Regions from separate parts of the Mus musculus genome. Here all the other regions are linked to region 5. Evidence: chromatin contacts called from public Hi-C and HiChIP or PLAC-seq data. All regions are on one chromosome and are shown on one strand. The core of a region is the stretch at or near the end of the contact, and the rest is flanking DNA. Distances in the headings are between cores, read along the strand shown.

Region 1 (2,700 bases), core at 86-2,585, 750 kb before region 5:
CCCTTATGTGAATGGGTGTGGGCATCTCTACTTGAACACGGAAAACCCACCATAGGCCACACCTACCCAGAATGACTCTCCCTCCCCTACCCCAGCAGCTACCAATTGCCAATAGCATCTCCATAAGGGTGGAGCCAGGAGAAGAAAGGCTTCCTTCTACCTGACTGCTTTCCCACAACTCCATGTCCCTCGGATAGTGACTGGATACTAAGATTTTTCTATTTCCCTAATGAGATGCTACACAATAATAACGTTGTCGAGCCACATAACCACACCAAGGAGCAAACCTCAAAATCTTGGTGAGAGGGAAAGATGCCAGAAAGCAAAGGGAAGCTGCTGCTGGAGCCAACCTGTAGGGAGTGTGTGCAGGGATGCACACGTACTTATGTATATACATAGTGTGTGCATGAGAGAGAATGAATGAATGAGTGAATGAATGAATGAAAAATATTTTATCCTTGTTGGTATTTAGGGTTGGTATCTAGTGGTGAGTGTTAATGACAAAAAATTCTCTTATCTAGGGCATATTTAATTTCTTGTTAAAACCTTTGAAACTAGGTGGTCAATAGACTCAGAAAAATCAAATTAACAAAATGAGCCAGGAAGATTGTTACTGAATTACAAATAATTCTCTGTGGGACTCCAGGAAGGTGGTTGATGAGGGGCCAGATTGAAAGGCTCTGCCACAGCCTTCTTATTTCTGGAACATTCTATTTGAAGTCTGGACGCTGTTATCGGAAACGATAAAGATGCTCTTAGGTGTGTCCATTCAGAATTCTCCCTATTAGCCACAAGGTGTCAGGGCAGCCCACTTTAAAGCATTTTTCAGTGTTCCACTGAGGATCCCCAGAGGTCTGCTTAGGGTGGGAGTCAGACAAGGACCTTTTGAGGTTTCCCACAGAGAACTTCCCCGCGCTGGTGCACGCTGAATGAGGGACTCCTGCCAGGCCTTGTCCTCTGAGAGCAGGCATGCAGGGACCTTCTGTAGGATTTGCATTTTTATTCACCTCCCAGTGCCAGGCGGACGCCCCAGGAAGCATTAGCACAGAGACAGGAAGGCCAAGCTGTCACTTCTCAGGCAATTTTGCCTGTGTATAAAATGAGCGTTTTGAGATCCTGGTATCATAATTTTATCCAGGATGCATGAGCATCTGTACACGAAGGTTTGCAGTGGCTGGGTCGAGAGGCTGCATCCTAATTAATGTCTGTCTTGGACCACTCCAGACCCCGCCCCACTGTTCCAACCGTCTTTCACACCTGCCACTACTGCTGGAGGAGTGGGGTGGACAGCGGAAGGACCTGCAAGAGGACAACACAGGGCCTTATTCTTCCTACTGGCAGGGACCCAGAGAAGCTGGTCCGCTCCACAGACTGTCTTCCTGCCAGCCAGTCCTGTCCCCAAGCAGAAGCTGTGGCCTGGCGGGAGATCATTTTTCTTTAGCACCTGTGTAAGAAGGAGAGGATGTTTGAGGAGAAACAGCAATACTCCACCAAGAGTAAACAAAGGCGAGGGCTGAGCCATAGCTTTTTAACCAACTCCTCAGCCAGCAAGCTTCTGGTAGTGGGACCTGGCTCTAAGAGATCACTGGAAAAAAAAAATCTAGCTCAACTAAGCAGTTGTTCTTTGTGTTGTTGTGAGTCTTTTCATCTCTCTCCCCCCAATATCCTCTCTCTGAGAAATTATGCACATAAAAGATACACACAGCACAATCAATGATTCATGGCTGTGAGCTCTCCTGTGGTTTCCTGGAGATCTCTAGATGTCAAAACAGTACCAGGTTTTTACATGTTTTAGAAAACCAGTTTTAATTTTGCATTTTATTTATATGCGCATACATGGGTGTCTACAGAGGCCAGGAGAGGACAATAGATCCCCTGGAGCTGGGGCTACAGGCTGTTGTAAGCTGCCCTGCAGGTCCTGGGTGCTGGGTACCAATCTTGGTTATATGGGAGAGCAGGATGTGCTCTCAGCCTCAGAGCATCTCTTCCCTCAAAAGGCTGCAAGCTAATGAAAAACAATAACAATAACAGGACCTCCTAAAATATCAGAAAATAAAAATAACTACAGGCAGAATTTTATCGATCCCAAGTGGTCTCGTGACCTCTCTAAGTTGGTGATTTTCTCACCTATGAGAGACTGTGTGGCCTGAAATATCCTGTGTTGGTTTGTATATTCTTGGTCCAGGGAGTGGCACTATCAGGAGGCATGGCCTCGTTGGAGTAGGTGTGTCACTACAGGCATGGACTTAAAGACCTTCATCCTAGCTGCCTGGAAGCCAGTATTCTGCTAGCAGCCTTCAAATGAAGATGTAGAATTCTCAGCTCCTCCTGCACAATGCCTGCCTGGATGCTGCCATACTCCTAACTTGATGATAATGGACTGAACCTCTGAACCTGTAAGCCAGTCCCAGTTAAATGTTGTCCATGTAAGAGTTGCCTTGGTCATGGTGTCTGTTCACAGCAGTACAACCCTAGCTAAGACTTACCCTATGCATCAAGAGAGGTTCTTCTATGTGGAAGAATAAACCATGCAGTTTCTATTGTCTCTATGTTAAAGAACTGCCAAAGGCTACTTTTGAGGACATTTTCCCCTCCACTGTGTGTGTGCATGTGTGTGCATGAATGCACATTTGCATATATGTGTGCACGTGTGGAGGATGATATTGGGAATCATCTTTTATTGTTCTTCCATTGTATTCT
Region 2 (2,700 bases), core at 100-2,599, 970 kb after region 5:
TGGAAACTGGAATTTCTTGCCTTCTCCAAGGCAGCTTTGGAGCCTAGGAAGGTCACTCTTGCCCTGCCTTCGATGGAGCCTCACATGACAGGAAGGAAGGAAAGCAATACAGGAACTCTGAGGAGAACGCTCTCACACGACTTTGTTAAGTTTCCTAGTGCACTGTCTGAACTACACAGATGAGCGTGCTACCTAGTTTATTTCTGAAGGATGCCTGTGTCACAAAGTTCTCGCTAGGCATTTCTTTGTTGCTATTGCGGCCTCAGTCCTGTTCCTCGTGATGGATTAGGAGAAGATAACATTTCTTCAGCCTGTAACATCCTTGGGTATTATAATCCAGGGCCACAGTCTACTGAATATTCTTAGACACATCAGCACAATTATTAAATCGATCTGGATGTTTAAATTAACAGTTGATGTTTTCCAGTAATTTTTCATAAATCATTTGGTTTGCCAGATAATAACAAGAATATGTACACATTTATTTTTAAAGAACCGTCTGTCGAGTTGCATAAAAGGCAAGTTCGATATGATGGCCAGAAAAGACAGGAATGGGGCAGGCGGCATAGTTCCATTCCTCCAACAAAGTGTGGACAATGAGCATATTTTATATTTAGATTTGGTTTATTGAGGGGACCTTAAACTTTTTTTTAAAGTGCACATGAATCGTCTGGAGAAATCAGAGTCTAAAGTGATTAATTAGAACTTATTTTGTCCTGAACAGATTTACTAAGCATTTTTCAAATAGCCACAATGTTTGTAATTACCAGAATCACACCTCCATTGGCCAGCCTTACTTACTTCATGCATGAACAACAATCTGATTGAGCACTCTTGTTAGGGTTTCATTCTGCGCTGTAATTAGCCATAATCATAGCCTTCCTGGGTGCATGAGAATGTGCAAGCAACTATTCACAGACTCAGCCCATTTGAATATGAATCTTCTCAGTGAGGAGCAATAAAGCAGGAGAAACAAAACAGTTTCTCTAGGGAATCCAGTGAAGCCTCTCTCCTCTGATTCTGCCCCCTTCAAAATGTTCTCCCTCCAGGCTCTGGATTCTATTTGCTAAAACAAGGGTGGCTTAATGAAGACAATGGCCTATTATTCCTTAAGTGACACAGGAGGGCCCAAGTATTACAGGCTTAGTTCTTTCAGTCTTTGCTAAGGACACAAGGAACAAAAGAACAAGCAATTGTGTGTGGAGAAGAGAATTCGGTTCAGGCTCCACTTGGGGACCACTCAGAATGAGATGGGGCCATGCTATTCTTACGCTCTGAGGAGGCTGGTGCATGCTGGCTTTCTTCTCTTTCTTCCCCTCTTCACCCCCCTGCAAATGACTCAGGCATTACAGAAAAAGGCTCCAAGCAGCAGGGATAGAAAGCAAAGGCTTAGTGGAGGAGGGGTGACATTTCTGATCCCATCCCAAGCACATTCAAAGTGAGCCACCTACTGGCAAGCTCCTCTCTTCCTGTTCTCCTCACGCTCTAATCCCCTCAACTCTTAAGGGAAGACCTAGGGAAACAGGCTGAGATCAGCCACAAGGATTTTCAGCCAAAAATGGAGACATAAAATAGGAATGCCTTCATGGCAGTATGGAGTCTTTGAGAGAAAACGGTTTGGACCAGTAGAAGTATGCCAAAATGTCAGACATGAAGGGTTGCTTAAAATGCTGTGTGCTCCGCACAGAAAATTAAAGATGACTCTAGTTTACTAAAATATATTGATTTCGAGATTCATGAAGTTAAGTCAACTAATCGTTTAAACCAGTTAAACCACATCAGAATGGTCTTGCCCTTGACTAACTTTCAGTTCTTCAATGCATTTGTTTCCTGTTTTGTTGCTTGTTGTTTTTTTGTTTCAGAGACATTATACACCGCTAATAAAATATCTGTTTGAATTCTTTGTGGGCATTTTTACCACGGGAAGGCTCAAGGGCTGTAATGTGACCCTAATCATTTTCTGACCACCTTACAAGTTTAGGATCTGCATCATCCTGACAAAGTGAGCCCTCTAAGACTACCTGAAGGAATCAACTACTGGAATTTCAACTGTGGTCTCCTGTTCGTAGGTACGCGAATGTGTGTGTGTGAGAGTGCATGCGTGCATGCATGCATGTATAATCACATTTGAAGGTCTGAGTAAAACTGTGACCATTCCTGGTACAGTATGGTATACATTTTGGGGTCACTAGAAGTGACAACCAAAGGCATGTCATTGAAGAGATCTGACATGCTGAATCATGTCTCCTACCAGGTGTACATTATGAACCTGGTAAGTCCAACAGAGCCAGGGTCACACTCTCCTAAGAAGGGACTCAGTATGCTGATGTGCTGAGGTCACCTTGTTAACCTGGAAGTTGTAGACATTTTCACAAATCTCTCACCATAAGATGCATTTTCACGAACATGAGGACTTCTTCGGAATATCCCCTGATGGTCTCTCTAGTGGGGTTCTTACCCTATTTGTAGGCTATTTTCTTGTTTAAAGCTACTATATTGTTTTCATAGAATAATATGTGATTTCAAACAGACTTATCATACTTAAATCACTCTGAAAAGCACAAGAATGCCCATGACATTAGTTTAAACTGAAGGCTGACAGAGGCCACCATTCCTAATATTTTTTCTTAAAATTTTTTTTTTATTTCATGTACATTGGTGTTTTGCCTGTCTATATGTTTGTATGTATGCATGCATGAT
Region 3 (2,700 bases), core at 66-2,565, 570 kb after region 5:
ATATAAGCCATTGTGTTCTGCACACCAGGGCACTCTGGACTCCACACTGTCTGTCAGAAGAATAGCTCCTCTATACTTTCATTGGGCCACAAAAGTCATGCCAAAAATCATAGCCAAGTGTCTTTAGTGTCTACAGCAGCCAAGAAAGTGTGGACATCTCCAGGCAACTCCAGAAGGTCAGAGAAAGCAATGGCGACAGAGACCAACATAGGTGTGCAGGAATCAATCAAGGAACAAGGAGCATGGTGCTATGCTGGGGTACCTTCCGGAAGCAGAGGGTCGTCAACCTGTGAGCATCTCTACAACCATCACACTCTCATCTGAGAAAGTAGCTTCTTTTCCTAGGGATACCGTGACAAATAGCCACAAGCTCGGTACTTTACAAGAGAACGAATCTCTTGCCATTCTGAAGGGCGATAGCCTAAGATCAAGCCATCTGCAGAGCAGTACCCCTTCATCCGGGAACTGAGATTCTACCCAGCCTCCTCCAGTGTCTGATGACCATGTCACCACAATATCTGCCTCCTTTATTGTGTAGCTTTCTTCTCCTCCCGCTGCCTCCTCTCCTGTGTCTTATACGGCACTGGATGGGTGTCCACTTGAGTAGAAAGGATGATTGCACGCCAATGCCCAGAAGTTAGCTATATCTGCCAAGACACCTGGATAATGCCACATTCACAGATTTCTGGGAAAGTTAATCCTTCTAGAAGCCACCATGTCATGCTTCCCTGATAGAAAGTGACAGAGAGGGGATACTAAGGGATGAGCACAGAAGTCACATGTCCTTCCTGTCACATCCAAATGAGTGTTGTCTGTCTGTCTGTTTGTCTGTCTGTCTCTATCTATCTATCTATCTATCTATCTATCTATCTATCTATCTATCTATCTATCTACCTACCTACCTACCTACCTACCTACCTACCTACCTACCTACATTTTCATAAATATACTGGATCTCACTCTGCAGCCCAAGGTGGCTTGGGATTTATCATGCAGGCCAGACCGGCCTCAAACTTCTGACAATCTTCCTGCCTCTGCCCTCCCCGCTCTGGTATTATATTTATGAGCTGTTATAACCCAGATGTTAATTTTGTTTTAATTAAATTCCCTTTAGCTGCACAAGTGACTGCTCATTTCTAGGGAGAAGTCTGTGGCTGTCCCTTGGGCTATCTGTCCTCTCACTGAGACTTTGAAACAGAGGAATAATCTAGATCCATCAGATCCTGGCCCTCCTGGATCCTATGTCACCCAGGAAATTGGAGGCAGAAGACTCCCTTTCAGTAGGTTTGTGGTAAGCAAGGAAGAGGAAGAAGAAACCGCCTACTACCACAGCATAGATGTGGCTGTTGAGGCCAGTGTGGGATGTGTGGCCAGCTGGTCATAACCAGAGATGACAACTCTCAGTAGCTTTGGGCAGGAGCAGGCAACTTGACCAGTCAACAGGATTGGTAAGGTAAGTCAGTAGATTATTATAAGCAGGTAAAGTGGGGAATCCAAGTGTTTTTTTTTTTCTACTTGTTAAGTGGTTAAAAAAAACAAACAAACAAAACAAACAACAACCAAAACCAAAACCAAAAACCCAAGCATCCTTAAGTGATGATAGGATACAAACCAACCATTTTAAACAGCACAGAGAACTAATGAGAGGCCAAGACACCTTCCTCAGAGACTGTTGGAACAGAATATGCCACCAGACTCTACCATGTTCCACAACTCTACGTGACCCACTGCTCCAGAGACATTAGTCTGTCCTTCTGGGTGTGTTTCAGAAAGAAAGAATTTGGCTATCCCAGCCCAAGCAAAGGTACTGATCACCCAGGATACAGGCATGGTCCCTCAGGGAACTGGAGAAGTCATACAAGCCAGAGTCTAGGAAAATGGTCCTCAGGAAATCTGTGAACAGAGGCAGCCAAAGAATTTGGTGGTTCCAAGGCTGGACAGCAAATAGAAGGGAGTGAGCTGGGCAGGCAGAAGTTTGGAGATGGGATAATCAGGCAGGGCTTCTCAACATGTGTTTTGTTTGTTTGTTTGTTTGTTTGTTTGTTTTTTTTTTTTTTTTTGTCTAAGGACATCCTTGCACTCTTTTTATTTTCTAATGCTCTGTATGTGTTTGCATGTGTGTTGTTCTGGTGCACACATGCCACAGTTCACAGATGGAAGTCAGAGGACACGGTTGAGAGCCAGTCTTTGCTTTCTACCGTCTTTGAGACCACCTGATGTTCAGTGCCACATATACCAGGCTATCTGGTCCATGTAAGTTCCCAGGGATTCTTCTATCGCCACCTCCCATCTCACCATAGACACTCTGAGATTATAGATGTGTGCCTAAACATCTGACTTTATGTGGGTTCTTGGGATTTGAACTCTGGTCCCCATGATTGCATGGGAAGCCCTTTACTCACTAAGCCGTCTTCCCAGCCCTATGTCTTCCTTATACTCTTAAAAGTTATCTAGACCCCTGGAGAGGTGAGCTGAATCTTCCAATATCAACCTTGTTAGAAATTAATCAGATGTGTTCTATACAGGAGCCTGCATCCCACTGTCAGAATAGTAAAATTCCTTGTCTTCTCTAGAAAATAGCTTTTCTGACTCTTGATAGAGGAAAGAGACTAAGGTTATCTCCCCAACATTAGGAGTGATTTTGGTCTTGGAGGCCCATAGGACAGATTTAGTCAGGAGTCCCAGACACACTAGGGACCT
Region 4 (2,737 bases), core at 150-2,649, 620 kb after region 5:
CCCTGGCCTCCTGCATCTTCTTTCTCCACATAGATTCTGTCTCTCCTGGAACCTAGTGTGGTTGGAATGAGCTGCATGCTCTCTCCTGCTCAGTACAGTTTTGGGGTCCATCTAGGATGAGCCCCACAGTCATCCCCACAGGCTTCTGGGACAGTCTTGTCCACTGGGTGGGTGAGGCTGTTTTGAGATGTGTCTGCAGTGGGGATGGGGGACGGGCAGCACAGTCTGTCTTTCTAGTGAACTGGCCTTGGTTGGTGGGAGGAGACAGAGCTCTGAGTGGCTGCGGTTAAGAGTGGGGAGAGCTTTGTACTGAGACCATCTTAGCTCAGACAGTTTGCATGTGATCAGTACAGAACCAGAAAGGGCTGCACAGCAGTCCACGACCTGGCTCTACATAGCCCAGCACCTATGCTCCTGGGCCTGCCCTGGTGGCGACTGAGAATCAAAGAAATCCCATACTGTTTTCCTCAGAGTGGCATTTGTCCTTCTCAGGCCTACTTGTTCTGCCCAGTCCCACCGACATGTCCCTTCTTTGACAGCCACTCATCTTGATGGGATGGATGGTCTATCTTCTGTGGAGATGTAAGATAAGGAACTTTACAGGGCATCTTTGGTATATGCCAAAGAGAAGGAAAGAAAGAGAAGAGAGTACGTGGAGTAAAAATGGCCAGAGAAATCAGCGGCTGAGGAGGGGCCTTGGCCCTGGTTGCCAACGTCTCCCCCCTCCTCCAGGGTGCATAAGAAACTGAGGCCTCTGTCTTCCACTCTCCCATGCTAGCCTAAATGCAGTGTTGAAGCCCACTCCGTCAGGAACATGATTCCCAAGTGGAACTGTGTTATGAGCACAGGAAGGGGTCTTCTTTGGAACCCCCTTGTGCCAGGTCTGTGTCACACGGTCTATGCCTGTGCCTGAAAGTTGCCTTCGTCTGCTTGTCTCACTTCCAGTTACTCAACCCTACTTCTTTAGTATGATGGACAGTCACAGGGCCAGTCCCAAATTTGAAACTGTCTTCCTGAAGCCAGTTTTGTGTGTGTGTGTGTGTGTGTGTGTGTGTGTGTGTGTGTGTGTGTGTGTGAGAGAGAGAGAGAGAGAGAGAGAGAGAGAGAGAGAGAGAGAGAGAGAGAGAGGATATGAAATACAAGGAGAAGGAAGCGATGAGTAAGAGGGCCCAGTGTGATTTCTGCTGAGAGGTCGCCAGGGACAGAGCCTGGGTACTGGGATGCGGAGATCAGGCCAGCAAGGATTAGAGGAAGAAAAGTCTCATGGACGAGAAGGTCCGGGAAGACAAAGGCAAGCCCCTGTGTGACTGCCATGGCAAGCATCTTTCCAGCTGAGAGGGGCTGTGGGAAAGCCCTGGCGGCCCGGCCCCTGTCAGTTCTGGTAAAAGCAGCTCTTGGCAGTGGTGCCCCAGGGACTCCAGGAGGGCTGTGGGCTGGCACACACTGCTCCTCACCCTGGCCACACTTGGGGACTGTGAGTTCCCAGGCCCCGGCAAACAACCTTGGGCAGAGTCCCACTTCCTCTCTGAGAAAAGCTTTGGCGAAGGAAGTAGGGAGGGACAGTGCATCTCTAAGGGATGGACTCCCTCAAGAGTGCCCCAGATTAAGGCCATTCTGGCTGTTTGCTACCTTCTAAGGGCCCTCAGAGGGAAGCAGGAAAGAAATGACCATTATTCTCCAGGCTCTTGCTAACATGGGTTTGATGACAGAATTCTATCGTTTGGAGGGGACTTGCAGAAGCGATAACCCCAATACTTCATTTTACAAGAGAGAAACAGAGCTTAAGGCACTTGACCCAGGTCTCCTGGCTGCATGGTGTCTAAATTCTAGTTCAGGATGAGTCCCCCAAGCCCACAGGAGAAAAGGACCCAGGGAAAGGATCCAGGGAAACCCAGAACCAAGAGAGCTCTCTTGGGGGCTTATTAGTTAAGAGCACATGTTCTTGAAAAGAATTGAGGTTCAAACACCTATATGGTGACTCAGAATGATCTATAATTCCAGTCCCAGTGGGTTCAGTGCCTTCTTCTGACCTCTGCAGGCATCAGGCACATACATGTACACAGGCATACATGCAAATGAAGTATGCATATTTATGAAATAAAATAACTATAAAAATAAAATTAAAAAAAAAAAATAAAGAGTGTTCTCTTGGTCTGAACCTCACGAAGCAAGGGCTGCCAAGGTCAGTTTTGGGGTGGTAGGGAGAGGCAAAGTCATTGTGACACCCGACACCAAGAAATGATAAATGAGTGAGACAAGGGGTATGCTAATGACCTTATCCTGATCCATTCTGAGTTGTCACATGACTGCTGTGTATCATTTGTGTGTGTGTGTGTGTGTATGTGTGTGTTTGTGTGTGTGTGTATGTGTGTGTATGCATGTGTGTTTGTGTGTCTGTGTGTGTGTGTATGCATGTGTGTGTGTATGTGGGTGTTTGTGTGTGTGTATGTGTGTGTGTGTATGTGTGTGTGTGTGTGTGTGTGTGTGTGTGAGAGAGAGCGAGAGAGAGAGAGTAAAGATACAAAGACACACAGAGAAGGAATGCAGGATGCTTTGAACAGTGCGGGAGGGCATGACATCCTTTGTCACCTTCTGGCCAAGCATACGGTAAACTAACTACAACTCATGGCCTAGCCATTTCTTGCAGCAGAGACTGTCCTGTGCAGACTCACAGCCTGTCAGGGAATTAAGGGATTTTGAGGGTCTGTTGACTAACTTCTTGTCCAGAGTGGAACTC
Region 5 (2,796 bases), core at 79-2,578:
TGGGAGAGACATATTGGTACACACCCTACTCTCATCTCCATTGCTCCTGTTTCTTTCTTTCCTCTCTGGCATGCCCCTGGTGGGCACCAGATCCCCTTATTCATACTATCCACAACATGAGAAAGTAGCATCTCAGAGGCCACAGCCCCCAATGGTGTTCAAGTCTCAATCCCTTCCCTGAGGCCAGTGTTCCAAACAGCAGGAAAGAAGGGCTTCTGGGGAGATGGCCTTGTCCATGCCATCCTGTCTTCCTGAGCCTTCCCAGCAGACCCTAGCCCTGAACCTAGCAACTTCTAGGGTTGGCAAGAGTGCAGGTAGAATCTGGTTACTTCTCTTCTTACATACTGCTCTGTAGGTCGGGCCGTCCTGCGTCTTCCGGGAAGTTGAATGTGTGATTCATGGGTGAAAACTCTAAGAGGAAGCAGCTGCACAGGGGTCACATGCTCTGCTCCCCCATACTCCCCAGAAGATTCCTCTCTTCTCCTTGACGGGTCCATCTTTCATGTTCTGTGCAGCAGGATCTAAGCTCCTGGAAGACCTGAGGTCAGACTTTAACAAAGGCAGAAGTGTGAGCACCAGGACGCAGCCATATTCAAAGGGGCTGGGAATAGACATCCCTGGGGAGTCCCTTGAAAATTAACTGAAACAGGGTTTGTGACAATAAACACCTGCCATGTTGTGCATTCTTTAAAATGTCACCACTTTATCCAGCTACTAGAAAACATCTTTCCGGGCTTCCCTGGGGACATACTTGACCCAACCTACTGGCTCTTTCAGGGGATATTCTAAGAACTTACATGGCAGGGATTTAACACCTACTTAGCCCAAAGCCAGCCTTCTTTTCAAAGCTGAATTGGCAAATCTGGAACAGGAAAGCACTAAACAATAAACAGGCATTTTCCTACAGACACAGAGACGGAAGCTAACAGAGCAGGCGCAGGCATTCTAATGCTGGGCATGCCATCTGTCTTTGCCTCTGCGCTTTTTGCGAATGTGGAGACAACTGAGCACTCTTCCAAAAGTGGACCCTGTCCTAAAGTAATATTTCTAGTTCAGGGGTCCTTAGTCACTGTGAACTTTTTCTCTTCACCCTGTCAGTGTAGAGTCCCACAAGCAGCAAGTGGGCCCATCAAGCTAATAATAGAAAAACCATTTTCTGACTTCCTTCCTCTTAGTTGCTCCATGATCCACCCTCCCCACTAGTACCCCAATCCACCTCAGTCCTCAGGACTTGCCTCTGGCTCTCAACAGCAGCAATGACTGCGTCTCAGTGAAAAGAGGAGATGGATAAAATATTACCCTAACCTCAGCGGCATGAGTAAAGCCCTTATTAGAATTCGGAGCCTACAGCTGGAACTTCCAGCATAGGACAGGAGATAAAGTTCCGTATTGTTAGCTCACAAGTGGCTTGGACTTCCTGGCAAGGGCAGGGAATTCCTCAGTCATTTATGCAAGTTTTCAGAAACGCTCCACTGTTCCCCAACAAAAAAAGCATTCAGGGTGAGAGTGGGGGCTCCCCCACCAGACCTGGAGAGTGGCTTTGGGGACTTGAATGGACGCTTCGTCCGGTGTCAATGGTCTCTGTGGGAAAGGCAGTGATGTCACCGCAAATGCATCTAGGGTTTTGCTAGGCCACCCTTACTTGCTACCCACTTCCTCCGTTGTTGTCTGACTTTCTCTCCTTTTCTTTTCCTCTCTCTCTCTCTCTCTCTCTCTCTCTCTCTCTCTCTCTCTCTCTCTCTCCCTCCCTCCCTCCCTCCCTACCTCTCTCCCTCCCTCCCTCCATCTCTTTCTCCCTCCCTCCCTTCTTCCCTCCCTCCTGCCCTCCCCGCTTCCTCTTCCTTTTAGCTTCTTTGAGGCCAGTACTTCCCTGCAAGTGCAGCTCAAATCCAAAGGCCCCCATCAGTGTTGTTGCCATGGCAATGCCAGCCTCCTACACGGTCTTCTTTTCTCTTTTCTTTCTTTTTGGCATAAAAAGTAAAAGAGGCTTGAAAGCAAGGGCAAGAATGAGAAGGGAACAGAGCCAGTTTGGCCCTGCTCGGTGTCCATGCTGGATGAGAAAAGACTGAAGCAAATGAGGGATAAAAAAAAAAAAAAAAAAAAAAAAAAAAAAAAATGACGGGACCCGCAAGTGAGACACAGCAGAAGCCTTTGAGGAGCAAAGTGTACTCTTTCACTTTCAAAGCTTCAAAACAGTCCAGACCTCTGCTTGAGGCAGCACAAGAGATGGATGAGCCAACGGACAACAGAAGAGTAAAGAAGTTGCCACAGGAACTAGGGTCCTACTTGCAAAACTGCATCCAATCCCAACATTTAGAGGCAGCTCCATCAGAACTCCGCCCTATCCTCAGAAGGGAAGGAGAGAGGAGAGCTTTAAAGGGGCTTTCATCTCTGCGAAGAGAGAATACTACCATGTGTGCTCGGATGTCCAGAATGCCAGCTCTACTGTAACCTGGCTGCAGAAACCAGTTCCAAAGGTGTCTGCTGTGTCTCCTCATCCATTGCCACTAACGCTACAAAGACGGTGACATCAGAAATCCCAGGATTTTCTCCCTCAGGGGACACAGTCTTACTTTAAACCTTCCAAAAGATCAGAAACATGTCATTTCTAGTACGCCTCCCCTACATTCCTCAAGAGTTGGGTAAAGCAACTTGAATCACTATTGATTCCTTCCAAGCCAGAGCTGTTAGGTGAAAAGTCAGACTGTCCACTCTGCATTCCCTGAACCACATGTTCCAGTCTGCTTTGCAGGCACCTTCTTGATGTCATCTGCCACCTGATCTACCTCCTGAATC

Evidence for each region. A called contact is a pair of places that touch in the nucleus more often than the background predicts. HiChIP or PLAC-seq counts read pairs in DNA pulled down with a chosen protein or histone mark.
Region 1: an H3K27ac HiChIP or PLAC-seq map of stem cell-derived neural progenitor cells shows a contact between it and region 5. The contact joins the enhancer-like site here to the promoter of 4930452A19Rik in region 5. A contact is called at or near these places in 1 of 39 promoter capture datasets (hippocampal neurons), 8 of 484 Hi-C or Micro-C datasets (cerebellar granule neurons, cortical neurons, embryonic stem cells and 3 more) and 9 of 115 datasets of contacts at active chromatin or transcription factors (embryonic basal ganglia, embryonic forebrain, embryonic hindbrain and 6 more).
Region 2: an H3K4me3 HiChIP or PLAC-seq map of embryonic basal ganglia shows a contact between it and region 5, with 5 times the contacts expected there. The contact joins the enhancer-like site here to the promoter of 4930452A19Rik in region 5. A contact is called at or near these places in 12 of 484 Hi-C or Micro-C datasets (the AML12 cell line, the C2C12 cell line, the N1E-115 cell line and 8 more), 7 of 115 datasets of contacts at active chromatin or transcription factors (astrocytes, craniofacial prominence, embryonic basal ganglia and 4 more) and 2 of 9 other capture datasets (embryonic stem cells and embryonic trunk).
Region 3: a Hi-C map of bone marrow-derived macrophages shows a contact between it and region 5, with 17 read pairs. The contact joins the enhancer-like site here to the promoter of 4930452A19Rik in region 5. A contact is called at or near these places in 1 of 484 Hi-C or Micro-C datasets (bone marrow-derived macrophages) and 4 of 115 datasets of contacts at active chromatin or transcription factors (bone marrow-derived macrophages, embryonic midbrain, microglia and 1 more).
Region 4: an H3K4me3 HiChIP or PLAC-seq map of bone marrow-derived macrophages shows a contact between it and region 5, with 4 times the contacts expected there. The contact joins the enhancer-like site here to the promoter of 4930452A19Rik in region 5. A contact is called at or near these places in 5 of 484 Hi-C or Micro-C datasets (Th1 cells, cerebellum, forebrain and 2 more) and 4 of 115 datasets of contacts at active chromatin or transcription factors (bone marrow-derived macrophages, cardiomyocytes, kidney and 1 more).

Annotation. Positions count from the first base shown.
Region 1 is chr17:9,022,461-9,025,160 of GRCm38.p6, forward strand. No RefSeq gene overlaps it. Among named protein-coding and RNA genes, the nearest start is that of 1700010I14Rik, 35 kb to the left of the region's middle. Within about 2 kb of position 1,336, at least 27 of the 459 cell types and tissues checked have an H3K27ac peak or open chromatin away from gene starts, as enhancers often do. A contact at or near this core is called in cortical neurons, neural progenitor cells, oligodendrocyte precursor cells and 2 more, where this site is marked.
Region 2 is chr17:10,743,907-10,746,606 of GRCm38.p6, forward strand. The region is part of intron 2 of Pacrg (PARK2 co-regulated); the gene reads right to left. Among named protein-coding and RNA genes, the nearest start is that of Gm16169, 63 kb to the right of the region's middle. Within about 2 kb of position 1,350, at least 82 of the 459 cell types and tissues checked have an H3K27ac peak or open chromatin away from gene starts, as enhancers often do. A contact at or near this core is called in astrocytes, cerebral cortex, cortical neurons and 4 more, where this site is marked.
Region 3 is chr17:10,349,391-10,352,090 of GRCm38.p6, forward strand. No RefSeq gene overlaps it. Among named protein-coding and RNA genes, the nearest start is that of Gm39565, 21 kb to the right of the region's middle. Within about 2 kb of position 1,316, at least 1 of the 459 cell types and tissues checked has an H3K27ac peak or open chromatin away from gene starts, as enhancers often do. A contact at or near this core is called in bone marrow-derived macrophages, where this site is marked.
Region 4 is chr17:10,393,687-10,396,423 of GRCm38.p6, forward strand. No RefSeq gene overlaps it. Among named protein-coding and RNA genes, the nearest start is that of Gm39565, 23 kb to the left of the region's middle. Within about 2 kb of position 1,400, at least 56 of the 459 cell types and tissues checked have an H3K27ac peak or open chromatin away from gene starts, as enhancers often do. A contact at or near this core is called in bone marrow-derived macrophages, cerebellum, forebrain and 2 more, where this site is marked.
Region 5 is chr17:9,774,538-9,777,333 of GRCm38.p6, forward strand. It overlaps 4930452A19Rik (RIKEN cDNA 4930452A19 gene), which reads right to left and starts at 1,329. Exons shown (of 4, transcript NR_045433.1): 1 at 1,306-1,329; 2 at 342-549.